Regions from separate parts of the Oryctolagus cuniculus genome. Here region 1 is linked to region 2. The links are chromatin contacts, called in public Hi-C maps. All regions are on one chromosome and are shown on one strand. The core of a region is the stretch at or near the end of the contact, and the rest is flanking DNA. Distances in the headings are between cores, read along the strand shown. Region 1 overlaps ADGRV1 (adhesion G protein-coupled receptor V1). Region 2 overlaps ADGRV1 (adhesion G protein-coupled receptor V1).

Region 1 (5,557 bases), core at 58-2,557, 110 kb after region 2:
TGCTCATCCCTTCCCTTCAACACCAGGAGCACATATTTAGCTCTACATGGTGCTGTTGTGACTTTCTCCTGTGTCCTCATTCTCTCTCTTTCATTTGCACCCACAAATTTGCATAAATGAAGAAAAACCTTCCCCTTTCTAAACTTCATTTTTTTCCCATTAATACTCTTGACACATGAAGGTTTTAGTTTCATCCTTTAGTTACATTGCCTATGGTTCCATTAAACCATCTGTGGATGGGTGATATTAAGTGGATTAGAACCAAGTTACGCAAAAATCTAGACTTATTGGCATAGGTTTCCAATTGTAGTCTATTCTAATTTTCTATTTAAAAAATAGTACTAGATGAAGACCACTGAACTGACTGAATTGATCATTATCCTTGTTGGCAAAGTACAGTTTAAAGAATATTAGGATTTCCAGATTTAAAAATTTCTAGATAAAATATTAAACCTCTGCCCCTTTTATTGTTGACATTGGCACAACACATAAGCCTTATACTTGAAAACACAAGGTAATACTGCAATTCTGTTTACCAAATGAGTAGTGATTGCTCATGAAGCCCTGAAGAATGGAGGAGGCAGATGGGTTGGAGGAAACCATAAACTGATCTTTAAAAGCCCTTCTAGTTTTTTTAAATGTTTATAAAATAATTGAGGTTGCATACTAAATAAAGGAAACATTAATGATTTCTTTGGCATTCAAAATTAATAATAATGAGTAATGTATGATCAGTGTGTGTTATTTCTCCCTGGATGACTTTTGGAAATGGCGATGACACTTTGCTTATAATGGCAGTGGAGATGGAAGTTGGATCTTTTCTAGGAAGAGGAGTACTTGGGGCTCTCAATTTCCTTCCAACTCACGTAGTTCCACATGTTCAGCATTTCCTGAGTGTGGCTCAAAACTCATGTGTTTGTTTCTGGATTTGTCAGGCCAACTCCCTATTTAAATGCCTTGTCTGATGATCCAGGATGTTTCTTCATTTTTGGAAGACATTATGAAGTCTAGAATGAATGGGCTGCTCACACTTAGGATAACAGCAAGTTATTTCATCATTTTTTAAACTTCTTATTTTTAAACTTTCTGTATGGTGACCCACTGGAATAGGTACCCAGTTGGGATAAATTAATTACATATCCAGGGGTGGGCTTTGTGGCACAGCAGGTTAAGCTGCTGCTTTAGAATCGTACTCTGTATCAGGGCACCTGGGTTTGAGTTCTGGCTACTCCGTACTTCCCATCCAGCTTCCTGCTAATGCTCCTGGGACACAGTGGATGGTGGCCCTGGTACTTGGGTTCCTACCACCCACGTGGGATACCCGGTTGGAGATCTTGGCTTCGGAGTGACCTAGCTCTGGTTGTGTGGCTATTGGGAAAGTGAACCATAGAACACAAGATCGATCTATCCTCCACTCTCTCTCTTTCTCTCCGTCTCTCTCTCACTTTCTCCCTCCTCCCTCTCCCTCCCTCATTTCTATCACTCTGCCTTCCAAATAAATATTTCTAAAATTAAATGTTAAAGTAATATTTTAAACATATCACAGTAAATGGCCATATATGGACACTTGTCACCCTTTGTATTCATAATTACAATAAATACCCTTCAGTGCAATTGTTGGGTAACTTGTGATTCGTCAAACACTGGGATTTAATGGTGACTGTAATCCAATGAAATGGATTCTAATGGAAATAAAATAGCAACTTCATGGAAAAGTTTGAATTCCCGATGTCTCTTGATTATTTTGAAGGGAGTGTGCTTTAGGGGAAAGTGAGAATAACAATACAGTGCGTGAGTTTCAGAAGCACCTCGTAAAAATCCACAGAGTCATCAGTTACCCAACACAACTGCTTTGCCATGAGTCATGTGCTGGCCTGCCAGGGAGAATTCCAGATGTCCTCCAGATCCTACTGATAAATAATGGGGAAAACAATTAACCATGCCACTTAGGGCCCATATGGTGAAAACGAGAGTCTTTGTGTCTCAGAAGTAGATACCATTGGGTGAGGTATTTCTTGGGTGACATCCTGCCTTATCAGCAGTAGCGGTAATTTGTTTGGGCCAACAGCGTGTCAGTAAGAACACTAGAATGTTAATTTGGTGTATCTTTTTCTGTTATTCTCAAAGAGACATTTTGTTTGGGCATAGAAAATTTCAGATCTCAGTTTGGGGGACTCCACACATCTGTGACCCCCTCAGATAAAGTTAGCAACTCGCAGCACTACATCATGGCCTTATCCTATTTTCATTTCTGTCAGGCATCATCACTCTCAGGTATAGTGTGTATTTATTGATTTTTATGCTTCCTTATATTTTCTGCCTCTCAGGTGTCTCTGCTGGATTCCAACTGGGATCTAAGAGGAATATTTTTGTTTTTAAAATATTTCTAATAACTTAGCTGAAGGCAGGTTAGATTAAAAGAATTAAGAAAAGGTAATATTCACTAAAATGTGAGCTCTAAGAGGGCAAGGACTCCTACTGCTGCTGCTCCTTGTCCTCCGCCTTTTGAGAGGCAGAGGGACACACACAGAGACAGAGACAGAGACTGATAGATGAACAGATAGAGTTCCAACTGCTGGTTCACTCCCCGAACAACCAAAATGGCTAAAGCAAGGCTAGGCAGAAGCCAGGAGCCAGGACAGCAATCCAGGTCCCCCAGGTAGTGTGGCAGAATTCCAATTACTTGAACCATCCCTGCTGACTCCAGGATTTGTGTTACCAGAAAGCTGAAATCTGGAGCCAGAGGCGGGTGTCAAACCCAAGCACTGCAGTATGGGATGCAGACATCGAAACCACTAGGCCAAGCACTGGACCTGGCAAGACTTCTTATTGCTGTGGCTGCTCCCTGCTGTAACCATGGAGCCTTGAACAGTCTCTTGCCTGTCATAGGTGCTCAGTGAACATTCATTAAAGGAACGAATGGAGATAATACTGCTTGTCTTATGGTTTGTCATGAGAATTTAAAGATTGCATACAAAGTACTTCACACAACACCTAGCATGAAATAAACCACAAACCCTGAGAGGCCCCGTGTGGTACCCAGAGATGCCAAACTTGGCTTTTAAATATCTGAACTTAAGCCTTTAACTAGGAGAAATTGATTATATCAATGTTTTAAAGATATTAGAGTTCTGAAAATTATTTTCAGCTTTCTTGTTTTCATAAGTGGCTTGCTTTTTATAATATTGAAAACTTCATTATGATTTCATTAGCAGTTGGCCTTGTATTTGATTCTTAAAAACTTTTTTCACATAAGAAGTGGAAAAATATTCTGAACATGTTCTGAAACCATAAGCTGAGGACAATTAAAAGACTGACTCCTACTCGCCCAGTATCTCGGCACTGTTTATGTAACAATTATACCTAAACCACAGAATGCACTCAAGTTTTCTTTTTTTTTCTTAAAATTAATCTCAAGGCTAGCTAGAGGCAGCATTCCACTTGGAAATCAAAGCAAATGCAAACATGAATACCAGCGGCTCTGCAGTGATTTTTGTGAGGATCACAGAAAGGGAGTTACAGAGAATAATACGTCTAATTTTGGCTTGTGTGATAACGTCTGTATTTTCTTGATAAGATGCATTTTTAGGATCTAACCTTATAAAATTGCATTGTAGTTGCACTTATCGAGTTTATTGTAGTGTTTTGTGCTGTTTTGTTGATAGCATTGAAAATAAACTTAGCCCTATTTCTTTACGGGTTATCAATTGTTGATGGCCATGTGACCACGGGTCTGTTGAGAGAGTCTAGGTTTTAGACAGCAATTTAAGTCTGTGTCTGGTTAAAGATGTCCATGTCAGACTCCACTTACAGATTAGAAGAAATTTTTTTTGTTTATCAATAAAGGACAAATTCAGATCGAAAAGATACAGAGGAAACAGCATCAGAGGCCCCAGGAATATCGCTTCTTCAGTTTGCTACTTCTACCCAGTACAAGCGGGTTCTTAGGTTGCTGAGTTTTGATTCAACAAAGGGAAAGCAGAGTTGTTTTCTTAGGTGGCAGCAAATGATTTCACCTCTGCGACCCCTTCCCAAGGCCCCTCTTCTTAGCTTTGATCTCTGGGCTCTCGTCTTGTCATTTTCATCGAGTTGAAGGGTCTTAAGGGGAGGGATGTTGGCTCTATCAACTGCTTCCTTCCTGATAGAGCTGTGATGCCTACGTTGTCTGGGGTTCTTTTGAAAATTCCTATGTGGTCACTCTCTTGGGCTTTCATCCAGAATTATCCTTCACATATACTGTATTGGAAAGGTTATAATGTGTCTTTTTTTCTTATGTAGGACCTTTTTTCTAAAATTAGTAAAATACACAGCCCTTGTATCTTTGGACCAGTTGAACCCACATTTACATTCTGTGCATTTACTAATTCTGGACTCTGCTTCCCCCGATCAGGGCAAACACACACAGATGCTTGGCCTTGAAAGTCTTATAGTCCCAGAGGAACAAGGATTAATCATAATTAGGTTATCTTCCTGAAAATCTCAGGCCTACTTCCCTTCTCAAGAGCACAGATGATTCCTGAACCAACAGGAAACGAAGTTGAGAAATGTGTTAGCATTGCCCTTTCTTTGCCATTGTCCAGGAAAGGGACCACGGTTTTCCCAAGGCTGTCCAATTCATTTCCATGTCAGGTTCTTACGGTAACAAATTTCCATTCTCGATTCTAATCTCACCGAGTTCTTGGCAACTGTGATTTCACCAGCTAAGTTCTCTGCACACAGCCACTCACTTCTTCCTTTGCGCACCCACCATGCTCCAGGTGGTTTTGCTGTCACACTTAGCAGGCTGCACTAAGACACTTATGCTCTGGTCGGGAGGGGTGTTTTATTCCCAACCTTATGTCCAGAGCAGAGCAAAAGCATGCACATGGCTGTGGGTTACTAAATGCATGCTAAGTGAATGAGTAGCAGTCATGTGGAAGTCAGAACTGAGTTTTCTGTTAATGTAAGATCAAGAACATTGTCAATTATATGACATAGTAAGCACACCACCCTCATACTGGAAAAAGCCGTGCCTCTCTTGAACTATTCCATGTGAGAGAGACAGAGACAGGACTCTCAAAACAGCTTTAAAAGAGTCCAGGATAACTATATATCCCAATGTTTATCAAACAGTAATTTTTACTCCACTGCTCCCTATCCAATCTTAGATTTTCTTGATGTTCTCTCATTTTTAATTCATTTTTATATTGAATATATGCATTGGTCCATTTTCTGTTGCCATAGCAAAATCCCTGAGGCTGAGTACTGCATAAGGTTTGCTTCACTCACGGTTCCAGGGCATGGTACAACCACTTGCATGGTGGTGGTGAGGGCTTGGGGCCCTGACTGTGTCCCGTGGTAATTGTGTCAAGACAGGAATGGGAGAGATCAAGCGATAAGACCAGAGGCCAGATTACAGGGAGGGGCCCTGTCATGGCTCCTTCACAACTCAGAACTGCTCAGGGCTCCCCAAGAATTCCCCTTCTGAGTACAGTACCCCCAGTGACCTCATGACCTCCTCCTGGTTCTACCTGGTAAAAATCCATTGCTGTTACCCTGGGAACCCAGCAGCCAATCT
Region 2 (5,767 bases), core at 2,876-5,375:
AGGTGGTGTGCAGTCCAGCAGCACGGGCATCCCTGCGAAGCTTGTTAGAGATGCGGAACCCTGGGTCTGGCCTGGCCTCTGACTCACCGTTTGCATTTGGACACGTGGCACCTCCAGCAAGGCAGGAAGCAGTGCACAGTCGTGGAGGAATACACAGGGCACTTGAGAACTTGAACTCTAGTGAGTTCTGTTTTTTTTTTTTTTCTTTTTGAAAGGGAGAGTTATAGAAGTAAAGGCAGAGAGAGAGAGGAGAGAGAGAGAAAGGTCATCCATCTGCTGGTTCACTCCCCACATGGCCACAACAGCTTCTTCCAGGTCTCCCATGCAGGTGCAGGGGCCCAAGGATTTGGGCCATCTTCTACTGATTTCCCAGGCCATAGCAGAAAGCTGGATTGGAAGAGGAGCAGCCGGGTCTCAAACCACTTGCCACATGGGATGCAAGCACTGTAGGTGGTAGCTTTAGCTGAGCCAGCCCCCTGAGGAATTCTTAAAGGGGGAGAAGGCACAGGAATTCTCACCTTTAACCTTTAAATCATTTACATGATAGCATTGATATGATTTTTACAATAAAATGGTAGCAAGAGTTTCACAAAGCAGAATGTGGGAAGCAACATAGAAAAGATGAGAAATGAATGACAACTGGATGTGGTGGGCATCTGCTTATTAATGACGTTTATAAGAGGGGTTTCAGTAAGTACCATGACAATTAGGGGAAGTTTAAAAAAATGGAAAGAGGGGGCGCCGGTTCCGTCCTGGCTGCTGCTCTTCTGATCCAGCTCTCTGCTAATGGCTTGGGATGCATTTGGAGTGAATCCCCACGTGGTCGGACTCTGCAGGTGCTTGGGCTTCAGAGGTTGCGTTTCTCAAGTTGACAGTCGTGGGTTACTGACGTGTTGTCTGTCGCGAGCTGTACGTTCTTCGTGTAGGAACTGCACCTTGTGCAATCTGGTGTCCTCAAGACCTCCCCTGGTGCTGCACGGTGGCTCCCAGTATGTTGATGTTGATAGCCTGATTTAGTTGTGGAAGAAATCGCTCCTGGAATGTGGATATTTTCAGCAATGAACCAACCAAACCATGTATCTGCATGAGAAATAGAAGCATTTGTGCCCACCGGGACTCGGTCCTTTTAAACATGTGAGCGTTACATGTGTGTGTCCTGTAAATTGGTGTGAATTCAGTGCATTTAAAAAATATCCCAGTTCTTTGCTATGCCTGTAAAAGAGCCATTGGCTAAGAGGATATTTTTATAAACAAATTACATAATATGATCTGTTATAAAGGATAATGCATCTTTTAAATGATAGAAACTGCTTCTAAATTTTAACATATATCATAAAATAGCATCACTAATTAGGAATTTTCCATGAAATCAGTTGAAGATTTTTTTAAAATACATAGATTTAAATATATAAAATCTAAATTTATATGGGAATATAAATCTGAAATATGTACCCAAGTATATACATCTTGGAAGTTAAAAGATATTATCAGTACCATTCTTTTTTAAAGCTATTTATAATGCAGCCAATCTTTTCTAAGTAGCTTTTGAGTATTACTTGGTCTAATATGGATTCTCCTGCATTGAATACATTTAAGTTATGACTGATATATAAGTATACCTGTTATGTATTTTTTGTACAATAATAAGGAAAGTATATTGATAACTGTGAACTACAAAATCTCCAAGAAATCATTTTTAAGGAAGGTTTGTTTTCCTGTTCACACTTTATTTCTTTCTTCTCACACTGCTGTCTAATAGCTAAACTTAGAGACGAATCTATATTTAAAGTGTACATTAACTTCTGCCAAAGGCGCTGGCTTCGGTTTGAATGGCCTGACCTGTGGGGATCTAATTTGTTGTCCATTTCCTTTTTCTGTGATGGGCTTTGTCTAGGAAATCATTGGGGAAGAAACCCATTTCTTAACAGTATGGCTCTGGGGGCAGGTGCCGGTGAGATGTCTTGCTGGGGCAGCTTCCGGAGCTTTAGGGTCAGGTGGTTCGGCTCTGTCACTAGCAGCGCCCAGGCCAGTGTTGACTTTGCCTGCTGGTCTGACAGCAGGGACGTGATGCCAGAAGCATGTGATGGGTCCTTTTGGCAAACTCTGAATAAAAACACACAGATAGAGTGAGGAAGATGCCAATTTAAAAACAATGTTTTCATTATGGGCTTAATTGGCCCAGGAACGTTCCTCCGGTCTTCTAAAAGTCCTAATGACCCAATGGTGATGCTATCTCCTTGTCCTGGGGATTTTATGTGTGGATTTTCATAACTCCATATTCTGTGTATGGATACATGCCAGTGAAATAGTCTGTTTTCTGTGTGGGTGCTTAAGTTTTTTTTAATCAAATAAAAAAGGAACCAAATGTTCGTGTTAGCCAAAATTTTAATATTTTTAAGTATTAGAGATTTATTTTTAAATTTGCATGAGTCTAAATTTCTGAGTAGAAGCCATAATTATCTTGTGATTACAGAGTAATTTTTATTGTCCTCATCAACTTGATTGTGCACGGCTATAACTGACTCTGTTCAATGGCAATGAAGAAGAATTGTGGTTTCCAGCACAGTGAGCATAGTTTTACCTGGGCTTTAGTGAAATCTCTCTCGCAATGTGAGAATCTGTATAGTGTAGAATATGCAACACCACATACACTTGCAGAGAACCCCTGTGAGCTGTACACTGTGCGGGGAGCCAGGGATGAGCAGTGCCTGATTTTGACAGGGTGCCATTAACACAGAACATTCTAGCACAGGAGCAATTCTAAGATAAAACTCATGAATTTGTGCCATGAGAGCCCAGGAAGGGGCCACCTCACTCATCCCATAGGAGACGTTCATTTCAAAGGTGACTTGGACTAAATGACACGTGAGCTAGGGACTGAAGGATATATAGACTCTTTTCTTTGACAGGCAGAGAAACAGGCTGGTCGACTCCTCAAATGCCTGTACTTGTTAGAACTGGGCCAGGATGAAGCCAGGAGCCGGGAACTTGATCAAGATCTCCTGTGTGATGGCAAGGACCCAACTAGAGCCGTCACTGCTGTCTCCCTGGGTCTGCCTTAGCAGGGATTTGGAATTAGATGTAGAACCAGGTATTGAACCCAGGTATTCCAGTGTGCAATGTAGCAGTCAGAACCGGTGTCTTGACCACTAGGCTAAACACATGCCTTGAATTTAAATAGGTGGAGAGAGGATGGGGACTGGGGTGCTTACTGGAAGAGTGTCCAGACAGAGCAGGTATCACCAGAGAAGGCAGGCAGCTCCTACAGAACTGTCGTATGTGAATGGAAAAAGGATCAAACGGATGGCTGGGAGGGGTGTGGGCTGGACTGGGAAGCAAGGGCTAAGTGGCCAAGTGGCAGGTATCAAAGCAGCGGCACTTCTACCACTGATGGGGGAGGTGAAGACTTAGACCAGAGGGGTGAGATGGAAGCTTCAGTTACCGCAAAGTTAGTCACTTACCCAAGGCTGTATCTAGCTCCCTTAATGGAACTGGGTACATTCAAACAGTTTCTGTACATCCAATTTCTCTTAGTTCAGTTCTCCTGTTGATGCCTCACCTGATAAATTTCATTAGGTAAAATGTTTTCTTTTCTCAAAGGAAAATAATTCTGCTTAGAAATCAGTAAATCTTTTAAAATCACAAATTGTAAGAAAAATAACTTTGTGCTAATGAGGCAAACTCTATATAAATGATTAAATTGAAGTGTGGAAAGCAGAGTCTGAGTCAACAAACAGGCAATTAAAATTGACAGCACAATATCTTAGGAGAAATATTTTAATAACTGTCCATCCCTGCTTCACTAGTATTGCATAATTAGTCAAGTTTCCTAGCTGATGGACAGAAATGAAATCAGTCTCCTGACAGACATCTCGTTGCAAATTAATGAATGTTAATTTTGCTTCTACAAATCTGGGCACCTGAAATTGTAAAGTTTAATTAAACAGTGGTCTTCCAAAAGTTCATGGGAGTATGTATTATGAAAAGAATATGCATAGAGACCAAATACTTCTTGCATGAGAATAAACTTAATTTTTAACCTCTATCTCCCATGAGCTTCTTAACACGTGCTCTGCATGGTCTCAACCCGTGGAGGCACCAAATTGAAACTGGAGATCTAAGAAGGGCTCTAGCTTAAGGTTGTGACATTACTTAGTTTTCTTTTCTTTTCCTGCACCCACTGGTATAAATTTTCCACTTGCTAGAAGGGATTTCTCAAACTTTGCAGGACCGTAGAGTTTATTTTCCTCGTGGATATATCCGTATGTAATCATTTCAGCAGGTGAGAGAATTCAAGGAAGTGGTGACTTGCTAGGAAATGAGTTTGCAAGGCTGTGAATTGTTTTTCGCTAGCAGTATGATTTCCCAAATATCCCATTTCATTTTCGTATCAAGGGTACTTTTCCATCTCTTCCCGTCTGCTCTGAGTACATTTGCCCACCAGGGGTCGCTCTTCACAAGCGCTTCCGTGAGCCACCACCAGACTTTGACCAGCAAATCTTCCGTGTTTGTTTCTTCTGCTTTTCTGGGTTTGTTGCAAAGCTAAAGATTTTTTGCACCCAGCCTCTGTTTGCTAGTGGAAATGGGCTCTTTTGTTTATTAAAAACAAGCAAAAATGTCTTCTAAATATTTCAATTGGTACTTATTTTCTAAGTCCTGTTTGCAGCAAGGAGCTTACTTGGTTAGAAAAACAATCTATTCGATATCAATATAAGCCAAAAGTTCTCTAATTGCATTTAAAATAGTAGTTCTCTCCACAGTATTTTTTCTCATGTGTTGCAACATAGAGATCCCAAAGTGTATCTCAATGGTAGACACTTGAGACTACTGAGTCATAGTAAAACCCAGCATTAGAAAAAGCAAACTGGGATTGCTGTCAGGGAAGGCTTTCAGATGAACACAGAGACTGCAGGATTGCTGTGTGTGTGTGTGTGTGTGTGTGTGTAAATGCACACGCACATGCATATGAGTAAGCACACACAGAAATGGCAGACACAACGCCATGAAGGGGACGTTGTCTCAGTAGCACCTGAGAAAAGTCAGTTTCATCATTGCTTCTTGCACTCTGACATGTGGGCCCCGTGGATGGAATTAGACCTACAAAAAGAGACATCACTCTGAACGGTTAAAATGCACTGAATGTTGAAATCGGTTCATTTGCTTAAAAAGCATAACTTTTCCAATTTGTTGTGTTGGAGTTTGAGACTGGTTCCAACAATTCAGTCCCTTAATGAGTATCCTCTATGTGTGGGGCTGTATCCTGCATTTTGTTAACAGTGAGCATGCAGATGGAATCTCTGTATGGATGGCATTGATATTTGGTGATGGTGGCGGCTGGGCGAGGGTGCCACACCGGGTAAGGATTGAGTGCATGCAAAAGAGTGATGGTGAGAAAGGATTGAGAGTGGTAGACTCAGAGCTAACTTATGTGTGGAGGCTGCCCAAAGTGTCTCCAAGCAGGCAGTGTTATTAGAGCAGGGATCTGCAAGCAATGAGGGAGAACATTTCAGATGAAGGGGAAAGCTAGGGTTTCCCTGAGGTGCATCCTGGGAACAGAGAGCCTAGGTTGAGCCAGGAGGATGAACGATGGTAGAAGGCAGTAAGAGGGCCTCGTAGGGTGTTTCGTAAAGGAGTTGGGAAACCACCGGCGGCTTTGTGTGCAGGCTGATGAGACCTCACCTTCCAGGGGAATCCCTCCGCCTTCTGCGTTGGATCTAGAATGTGTGGGGCGGGGATGAAAGCAGGAAGACTAGTTCAAGTAGTTTTG

Evidence for each region. A called contact is a pair of places that touch in the nucleus more often than the background predicts.
Region 1: a Hi-C map of liver shows a contact between it and region 2, with 5 times the contacts expected there. The contact joins two enhancer-like sites. A contact is called at or near these places in 2 of 6 Hi-C or Micro-C datasets (liver and psoas muscle).

The regions. Positions count from the first base shown.
Region 1 is chr14:13,748,359-13,753,915 of mOryCun1.1, forward strand. All of the region lies in intron 85 of ADGRV1 (adhesion G protein-coupled receptor V1), which reads left to right. Among named protein-coding and RNA genes, the nearest start is that of ARRDC3, 380 kb to the right of the region's middle. Within about 2 kb of position 1,308, at least 1 of the 8 cell types and tissues checked has an H3K27ac peak or open chromatin away from gene starts, as enhancers often do.
Region 2 is chr14:13,633,461-13,639,227 of mOryCun1.1, forward strand. The region is part of intron 83 of ADGRV1 (adhesion G protein-coupled receptor V1); the gene reads left to right. Among named protein-coding and RNA genes, the nearest start is that of ADGRV1, 360 kb to the left of the region's middle. Within about 2 kb of position 4,126, at least 1 of the 8 cell types and tissues checked has an H3K27ac peak or open chromatin away from gene starts, as enhancers often do.